2 separate regions of the Triticum aestivum genome follow, and region 1 is linked to region 2. The links are chromatin contacts, called in public Hi-C maps. All regions are on one chromosome and are shown on one strand. Each heading gives the region's core, a stretch centred on a gene start, on an enhancer-like site or on the middle of the called end of the contact. The rest is flanking DNA. Distances are from core to core; before and after follow the strand shown. Region 1 holds the start of LOC123095719 (protein FLOURY ENDOSPERM 6, chloroplastic). Region 2 holds the start of LOC123095717.

Evidence for each region. Hi-C and Micro-C count contacts between places; a contact is called where the count stands out from the background.
Region 1: a Hi-C map of leaf shows a contact between it and region 2, with 7 times the contacts expected there. The contact joins the promoter of LOC123095719 here to the promoter of LOC123095717 in region 2. A contact is called at or near these places in 3 of 5 Hi-C or Micro-C datasets (all in leaf).

Annotation. Positions count from the first base shown.
Region 1 is chr4D:12,255,451-12,260,138 of IWGSC CS RefSeq v2.1, forward strand. It overlaps LOC123095719 (protein FLOURY ENDOSPERM 6, chloroplastic), which reads left to right and starts at 1,747. Exons shown (of 10, transcript XM_044517271.1): 1 at 1,747-2,684; 2 at 2,770-2,823; 3 at 2,913-3,031; 4 at 4,212-4,406; 5 at 4,485-4,577; 6 at 4,671-4,688. The coding sequence starts at 2,143.
Region 2 is chr4D:11,977,423-11,981,673 of IWGSC CS RefSeq v2.1, forward strand. LOC123095717 reads left to right here and starts at 2,858. Exons shown (of 2, transcript XM_044517268.1): 1 at 2,858-3,263. The coding sequence starts at 2,964. The coding sequence ends at 3,251. LOC123095716 (calcineurin-binding protein 1) reads left to right here. Exons shown (of 21, transcript XM_044517267.1): 16 at 1-101; 17 at 226-406; 18 at 571-800; 19 at 877-1,525; 20 at 1,604-1,688; 21 at 1,776-2,304. The coding sequence ends at 2,011.

The DNA.
Region 1 (4,688 bases), core at 497-2,996, 280 kb after region 2:
ACCCAAACTAAAAAGGATAGATCTAGCTACAAGGATACATATCCTACCGTGTAAACCTTGCTCCGAATACTAGATGATGCGACACCGTCTTCGGAAAAGAGCACGTACAAAGGGCGGTCCGATCTTCACGACGTAGGATCAATGAATGGATGGGGATAACTAGCTGCAAGCAGCCAAACAGAAAAGGAGAGATTATAACCGGACGAGGAGGATGCTAACCATAGCCTGCAATCCGAACATTCGCCGATCCACAACCCGCAATACTACCCCACGCAACCACGCTCAACTCATGGAGCACGGGATAGGTGGAATCCACAAGGAAAACCATGAACTCTAACCCACACAACACGATCTAGTCATGGAACACATATTAGGAGCGACTTCTCAAGGAATCACAAGAATAAGGGAAACAAGAGTTGTCCAATCTCATTAGGAGTCTATGTCTTTGGTATTTGATAGAAATGGCAAAAGTCCCAAACGAAGGGAAGAGTTATCCTATTTATTATAGGGACAAACCCCTGGACAGGTATGAAAGAGAACCAGCTTCAGTGTGACTAAACGGGCTTCGAGACTTAATGCGGTAGCTTCTAGGAATCTCTCGTCGGAGGTGGTCGGCCGTTCCCGACCAACCATTGTTCACTGGAGTCGAACAATGTTTCCTTCAGCAGCAAACTCGAGTTATGGAAACCTTTCGCAAGTTGGGATATCCAAACTTGTGCAAAACATTGTTTCACCAACGCCTAAACATTGTTTTTTCAGCAGACAAACCTATTTCTTCGCAACTCTGTTTCTTCGTCATAAAACAGTGTTTTCGGAATGGACTGAAATGTTGTTGGTCTTCTTCGATGTTGCACCTAAGTTCAACCAACAACGAAGGAGGTGAAGGCATGACCATGTGTTTCAAGGTCAAATGATAAACTTAAGTTAGCATTCACCTGATCATGTATTTGCTTTTCACGGCTTCTTGTGATTGGTGGTGTGGTGTGTGAGGTCTAATATCTAAAACCTTGAACGTGCCTCTACAGACTGAACCCCTCGGCTTATATAGGCACCGGGGTATTAGGGTTTACAAGTATGTCGGCTACAACTTAGGGATGACATGCCAATCATTTGAATACGCCTTAAAGTGCACGCCAAGTCTTCGGGGGATTACCATCTTGAGTACGACATTCTTCAGTTGTTGGTAGGTCCTCGGCCCGACCCATGAATGGCGGGCCGACGTGGTGTGCACCCCCTAATCCAGGACATCGTCACCCGCCGACCACCTCGACGGATCCCAACAAAGTCCGCCCACTGAGGACCTCGATGGGGACAGCGTCGGCGTTGCACACCTCTTCCCGCGCCTCGCCGGTGGCGCCTCCGGCCTTATACCGCCAACCACCTGGTGCGGAAGGGAACGAGAGAGTGTGGACGGGGAATCGACCGAGCTGGTGGGGTGAGAGGGCACTTCAGCGCCCCACGTTCGCGTCGTTCTCACTCGGAACGAATGGCCGGTCGACGCCGACGCGGCATACGACTTGCGCTAAGATCCGTGCCGCCACAATCCAACGGTTCTAACGTAGTTCGCTGGGAAAACGTCCCCGGCTGCCGTCGGCCAGTTAAGATTTCCCTTCTTTTAGCTCTGCGTTTAGCAAATACTCCGTACTAGACAAAAAGGTAGAGGGAAGTTCACAAGCAGAGCCGTCGGCCAGAAAAGCGCAAAACGCACCAGGGTTCTCACACGACACGCCTCGACGTTTCCATCTTTCGTCACGCCGTGCTTCCATCCATCCATCCGTCGATCAATCAAAAAGCAAAGCTTATTAAAGTCCGCCCTTCCGTGGCCCGGACGTCGATGATCTGTGGGCAGCGGAGCGCGGCGACGGCGACCGGCGGCGGCAGCGGCAGCGCAGGGTAAGCGTGGCAGTCGACCAGGCCGACATACTACACCCATACGCCGAGGGCCAGGCGCAGGCACGGCAACGGGTCACGGAGAGCTCGCCGCGACAGGGACGTGACGAGCTGGCTCTACTCTACTAGTGGTGGTGGACGGCGCTGGCGTCGCTCTATTTTTTTTCGTTTTCCCCCTCCCTCCTCCGCTCTCCGGTTCCGGGAAAGCTCCCGCCCTCGCCGCTCGGGGAGCGGCAGAGAAATGCGACGGCGATGCCCCCCTTCCTCCTCTCGCTGTCCCTCCCAGCCCTAACCCTACCCCTGCCTCCCGCCCCCGCCCCCGCCCCTCGCCGCCACCGCGTCTTCGCGGCGCCCGCCTACGGGCCGCAGCCCTGCCGCGGCCGCGTCTGCGTCTGCGCCGCCTACAGGCCCCCGCCGCGGCAGCCCTACCGCCGCCAGCCCGCCCCGGCCCCGGCCCCGGACCCGCGCCCGCGCCCGTCCAATGCGCCCGCGCCGCCGCAGCGCGACCCTCGGGGCCAGGAGGAGGTCGAGGAAGCGATCTACGACTTCATGCGCCGCTCCGACAAGCCCGGCGCGTTCCCCACCCGCGCCGAGCTCCTCGCCGCGGGGCGCGCCGACCTCGCCGCCGCCGTCGAGTCCAGCGGAGGCTGGCTCTCCCTCGGATGGTCCTGGTCCTCCGACGACGACGCGCGGCGGCCGGCCGCGTCGTCGGCCGGCCCCGGCGTGCACCCTGACTACCCGCCCGAGGCGGGTCCTTCTGGCCGACCGCCAAACTCGGCGGCGGATTCCGTAAGGTGGGTAACCGAGCCGCTCTGTGATGTGTAATGTACCCCTCTGTTGATTGCTCTGCGACGACTTGCTGAATTCCGAGTGTTGCAGGGAGCAGCAGGAACCGACGCGGTCTGGGAGGCAGCCGGAGACGGAGGAGACAGAGTGGGTGCCTGCTAAATCTCTTTTGAGTTATTTTGATTGATATGTTGGTTCCTTATTGATTTTGCTTCTTGCTCCGTAATCGATTGCAGGGAGGCAGGGTCTGGAGCAGGCCTGGAGGGAATGCTCGCCAGGCTGCGGAGAGAGAGGGAGCGTGCGCGGCCACCGCCACGCAGCAAGAATCAAGCGGGAGGGCAAGGTCAAAATGGCGGTACGCGCATTTTCGATTCTCCGCGTTCTATCGAAACATGTGTTGTTTTCAGTTGTGCAGCATGAGCATCTTCTTTGCAAACAGTTATATGTTTGTTGATAAGGTAACACCAACTTTTGCAACCAATGGAACTTTGCATAGCATAGAGCTCATTGTGCCATAATGTTTAGTTACAGCCCGTGGAAGGTGGCTTAACGCTCTGCTGGATAAAATTAATGCTAAGCTCATGCCGGGCAGGAAGGAAGTGCCGTTGACAATAGTTCATGCAAAAGCTGTCTGTTCTCACGGACCGGACTTCCCTTTCCCCTGACATATATAACTAGCAGTTCAGTAGTTTAGCGCTTTCCATTTAAGGTTGCAAAGGGGACAAACGTACCGTTTTTTGTTCTATGTCGCATTCTAAAAATAGAAGTTTGGCATTAGAACTTTATTTCTCATGATCCGACATATTTTTTGTCGTCGTGCTACTGCTTGATGTAAAGTTGTTTGCACCTTGACAGCACTGCAATTATTTGAGTAATCGTGAATCTACGGAAGACTACCACATTATTTTGTTTGTGCCTTTTAATCATAGTAGTAATATGTTCTGTTACATACAACTGGTTTAGCTTTGTTATTACTCTGCCCATTTCAGCATTTGGTCCTTCCAAGCTAATGGCCCTTTTGTGTTAAATCTCTTACAATACATGGAGCATAATTCATTTTCCATTTCAAATTGCCTCTGTTAATAGTTGCCCCCTAACACCTAAATGAATTGAAGGGTCCATGCTCCCTAGATATACATGGTTGATTGAAGTTAGTAGACTCTGCGATTTGCAAATATATTTACTAATTAAGGACCGCTTTAAGATTGACCATGTGTTTAGGTATTTTACTGATTTAGTGCACACGGATCATTTTCTCGGTACTCTATTAGTATCAACAGTAAAAAGTACACATTGTAAACTTTTGGCTGGAGACTCAGAGAGGAAAATTGAAAGAGTTCCACCTTATATAATTGAAAGAGTAGAAAATAGTGTTGGTTTGTTATTGATGGACAACTAATGGATAATTTTTGTTAGAGAGCTTCTGGATAATTATGTATGTGAACCTTTATTCTGATGTACCATATACTTAATTTCTAGCTGGTGTTTCTTCATTTGTATATTAATGATCATACTTCTGTGTTACATACATGCAGCTTTAATGAACCATAATGGAGCTCCTAGTCGAAGTCCAACTGATGGCATGTACACTCGAAGGATACCTGTGAATGGAAATATACATCGCTCTCATTCTCAAAATGGAATACCAGAGGCCAACAAATCAAGTAGTTCGGCCAATGATGCATGGCGAACATGGTCTCTTGACAAGAGTCGGTTTTCTGATTTTGAAGGTTATATGATAACTTAACTTTCTTTTGTTGCACATCATATCTTATGATTATTTCATAACATGTTTAATATGCTGACAGCCGCTGAGATCCATCCTTTGAGCAGAAAACCACCGAAACGTGCTGACCTGGACACTGTGTTGATAGAAGATGATGTTCCCGGACCATCTAATGGTGTGGTTATAAATGATTATCCTAGTGATCATGTAGACTCTGAAAGAGATGAGATACATGCACGTTTTCAAAATTTGGAATTCGATCTTGCAGATTCTCTTAAGACATTAA
Region 2 (4,251 bases), core at 1,608-4,107:
CTGGAGCGGGCTAAGGAAGAGCTCTCATTTTGTTTCAAATCCACTCGCTCTTCCTTTACAGTGAACATGTGGGAAATTGATGGTGCTGTTAGAAAAGGAAGGTAAAGCCTCTTTTGCTACATGTGTAATGTTGTTGTGAACTTACATACTGATGTAGTTTACTTTTACAACTTCTGATATTGATAGTTCCCCCAAAGAATTCTTATTGTCCGTTCTTTCTTTCAGGAGGAAAAATCCGAATATCGGTGTATCCAGAAAGAATCTGGAGGTCAGTTTATCAGAAAGTTCACGAAAATTCATTACATGCATCAGGAAGTATATGATACTATACTTGGACCTGTTGGAGAAGAACATGGATTTGTGGACTCTTGAGAGGGCATACACATACCTGCGAACCGATAAGAGGGTACCTCCTAATTATCAGTATAATGATGTTAATACATACTCCCTCCGTAAAGAAATATAAGAGCATTTAGAACACTAAAGTAGTGATCTAAACGCTCCTATATTTCTTTACAGAGGGAGTACCTTTTTTCTGGATATAGAATACCTATTTGTTCTCTTTTGTAGTTTGCTCTATGTTTGGGTGATATTGTTCCTGTCGGTCTCGGGAAGTATCTTCAAGTTTTAACAGCAGCGATCCGTGATCCTGAGATCCGTCGAGTTTGTGGTGATGTTTCTACTGAGCAACTACTTGAGAAAATGTTTGGCGTATTCATGGACCATGCAAACATGTTGGCTGATATAAGCACCATACCAGAGGTGAACAGTCCAGAGTTGTCAGAAAGCAATCTTTACGGGTAAGTAACTCAATCAGAGTGCAATAAACTATTCTTTAAGCTAGATAGTTGTTTTATTAGTGCTTCCTTATGGCAGCTATATCCACCAATATATCCATTTGCTCGAAAGCGATGTCCGAGTAGATGTTCTTGAAGCACTAAACGAGAAGATAAGAAAGCGTTTCAAGACACCTAAATTGACAAATAGCAACTTTGCGAAGATCTGTAAGCATGCTTCTCTGTCATGGTGCCGGTGTATACTCATCAAATTGGCCTCAATCACCCCGCTGCCTGAATCTATGGACACAGACAATCAGCCTGTTCCATTATCCAATGGCCTTCTATTGTACGTTGATCTGCAACCTGATGAGCTCCTTATCTCATCCCCTGATGGGCCTACTCAATTCAAAGGTCTTGACATGAATTGGTTTGAGACACTCGCTAGAATTAAAAACATTCCGATCAGACAGACATCCGAAGATAACATGGAGACTGCAGTTACTGTAATGAAGAGCACTTCCAACTTTTATCGGGACAGTTCTTGTGGAACATTTCCCTCAGGTATTAATCTCTACACAGTAACCCCATCCCAGGCATCTGTTGAAGGGTTATTACAGCAAGCCCCCGGTATAGTTGATACCCTTGACCTAAGCATCCCAAGGAAGCTCCTTCTGTGGGTATATACATTAGTTCACGGTCGATATTGCAACATATCCGCCGTCGTGAAGTACTGCGATGAGATGAAGGTACGTCCCGCACTGCTTATCACGGGAGTACTTGCTGTGCAGCGTTTCATCCTTCACATCATTTCATTCCTTCTGCAGGCAAGAAATAAAAGAGGAACCCTAACGGCGGCAGCTTCGTCACAAGTCACGCCTCCAGCACCGCACAGCTCTGTTTCTTCTCATGGTATTCCACGCAACTCCTGACATCTGGACGATAGGATAGCTACCTTCCCTCTTCTTTACCTTGATATGTGTTGTTTGTTGTTCACAGTTACATCTAAAGAAAAGAGTGCGCAAACCGTGTCCAGTGAAGCTCAAGAAGCAAATGCCTCTGCTCCAGTTGCGGCCACTGTTCCTCTCCACCAAGAAGCAGAGGGCAGCGCATCGCTGATTGCCACCGAGGCACAGAAACCCAGCGCCGTGGCATCCCAACTCTCACGCAGCAGCTCATCTAGGACAATGGAAAGTGCTCCGGATGGCGGTCAAGGCAATGCCGGTGCAGCTTGAATGTACATGCTTATCTACACCCATGTGAGCTCCGCGGATGGTCATGAGATTAGATTGAAGGCTTCTTCCTTCCAGCAGAAATATGATGTACTGCAGTTGTAGCAGAAGTAGGCCTGAGGTCTTTCCTGGTGTACAAACTAACCTTATAGTACAAGCTAATGTAGCACTAAGACATGTTTGATTTGCAGCCACACTTTGCCAAATGTTAGACATACAAGTTGGGCGAGTGTTTGGTTGTAGTCAGAGTTGTGATGCGCCACACTTTTTTAACATCTTACCCCACTTTTCAGACTTGTTTTCTAGCCAACTTTTCCCCACAGCTGTGAGCCTGTGACCACCAATGTTACATTTTTGGATCTAATCCTACCATCTTGAATTTCTAGGGCAGTGTTAAGAACTACTCCCTCCGTACCACAATATAAGACGTGCACATGCTACATTTTTGAACCCTAAATTTTCCCTTGTAAAAACATTTTGCACCCTAAACTCGTCCAACACTCAGATTAGTACATTTTTTTCTAGAACACACACACAAAAAACGATTCTCACTTTTTCTTCGTTTCAAGCATAAACTTTTTTCAGTCTCCAGAGAAAAAAAACTTATTATTCAGTTTTTTAGGGGTACTTTTTCTTCGGTTTTTTAGGGGTATTTTTTCTTCGGTTTTTTTTGAGGAGGACTTTTTCTTCAGTTAAACAGAACTGAAAATGAGCGGACTAGGCTAGCTTCCGACCGCTCGGTATATCACCGTCCGGCCCAAAATTGTTGGGCCGGGCCGGTCATCATCTGCAAATCCACGTTGACATCGCCGCCGGCCATCCACCCACCCACCATCCCTAACCACGAGACGCCGACCGGGCCGGAGGAAGAAGACATTTCCTCAGATCGACCCCCCTCGCGAGAGAAAGAGAGAGAGAGAGAGAGAGAGAGCGAGCGAGAGGAGCCTCGGCCGCCATGGGATTCATCATGGAGTTCGCGGAGAACCTGATCCTGCGGCTGATGGAGGACCCGGAGCAGCGCGACGAGGCGCAGCGGGCGCACGTCTACCGGATGAAGGAGCGGTGCGAGCGCACCAAGGCGGCCTGGGCGCTCCCGCTCCGCCCCTACGGCTTCTGGACCTTCGACCGCTTCAACTCCCAGCTCTCCTGGGACCCCCAGATCAGCCAGGCCGCCGGCCGCCGCGACCCCTACGACGACCTCCTCGCCCGCCACGCCGGCCCCGCCCCGCCCTCCTCCTCCTGAGAACCGAATCCGGTGCGTCACCTCCCCTCCCCTCCAGCCAGATCTACGTACACGCCTGTTGTTCCTGCCGTCCATGTTGCCGTGCCCGCGGTCGTCTCCGCCTGCCTAGGGATTCGATTGATAGCGCAGGCGGATTCGAATGCGGGGATCCGTGGAGAATTCGATGTTCTTTGGCCGTAGGTTAGGCTCTAGCTAGGTGATGTTTAGTTTGGGCTGCATAGTTTGGTACTGTATTGTATAAGTTATTAGTATGCCAGATTTTGGGTGCTGCTGGGTGAAGGACGGAGCAGTTCATATGGCTTACCATTTAGTTGATTTTGCGAAGCTGTACTGAATCGCCTTTTCTCCACCAGTTATCCATTGTGAATATTACCGAAAACATTGTTAGAATACTTCTACGAGAGGGTTTTATTGGGCTGAGATGCTAGTACATTACTTTGGTCCGCTGGTTGGAGAAGCTTTTAGTGGGATTTTGTTTCAAGTTTTGATGAGTTGGGCTCTGTGTTTCCCCAGCCGCTGGCGTTCTGTTAACATAGTGTGTTTCGTGTTGCTGTCTGGATCTCCCATCCTGTTTAATGTTTGTTTCGTGAGTGGTGAGAAGGCCGGTATGCATGCTTGAACATTCAAAGTATGCCGCCTTGCGATAGTGTGCGCTTTTCGTTGGGCTATTTTGATTTTGTTGAATTCATCAGCCTTAATTCGTTTTTGTTATGCAATTGCCTGACTGGGCTACTGGATCATTTCTGTCTCACATGGAAACTGCACTCATTGAGATGTTCTAACAGTCTGGGTGTACTAGAGCACTCTTGAGTAATCATGCAAATGTTGGTGACATTGTTCTGGAGAATCATGGATAGATAATACTTTCTTCAAACTTGTAGGTTCTATCTATCTATGTACTTGGCTTAGATCACTTTAGATCACTTTATCTATGTACTTGATTCTATCTATCTATCTATCTATCTATCTATCTATGTACTTGACATTATTCTGTTACCTT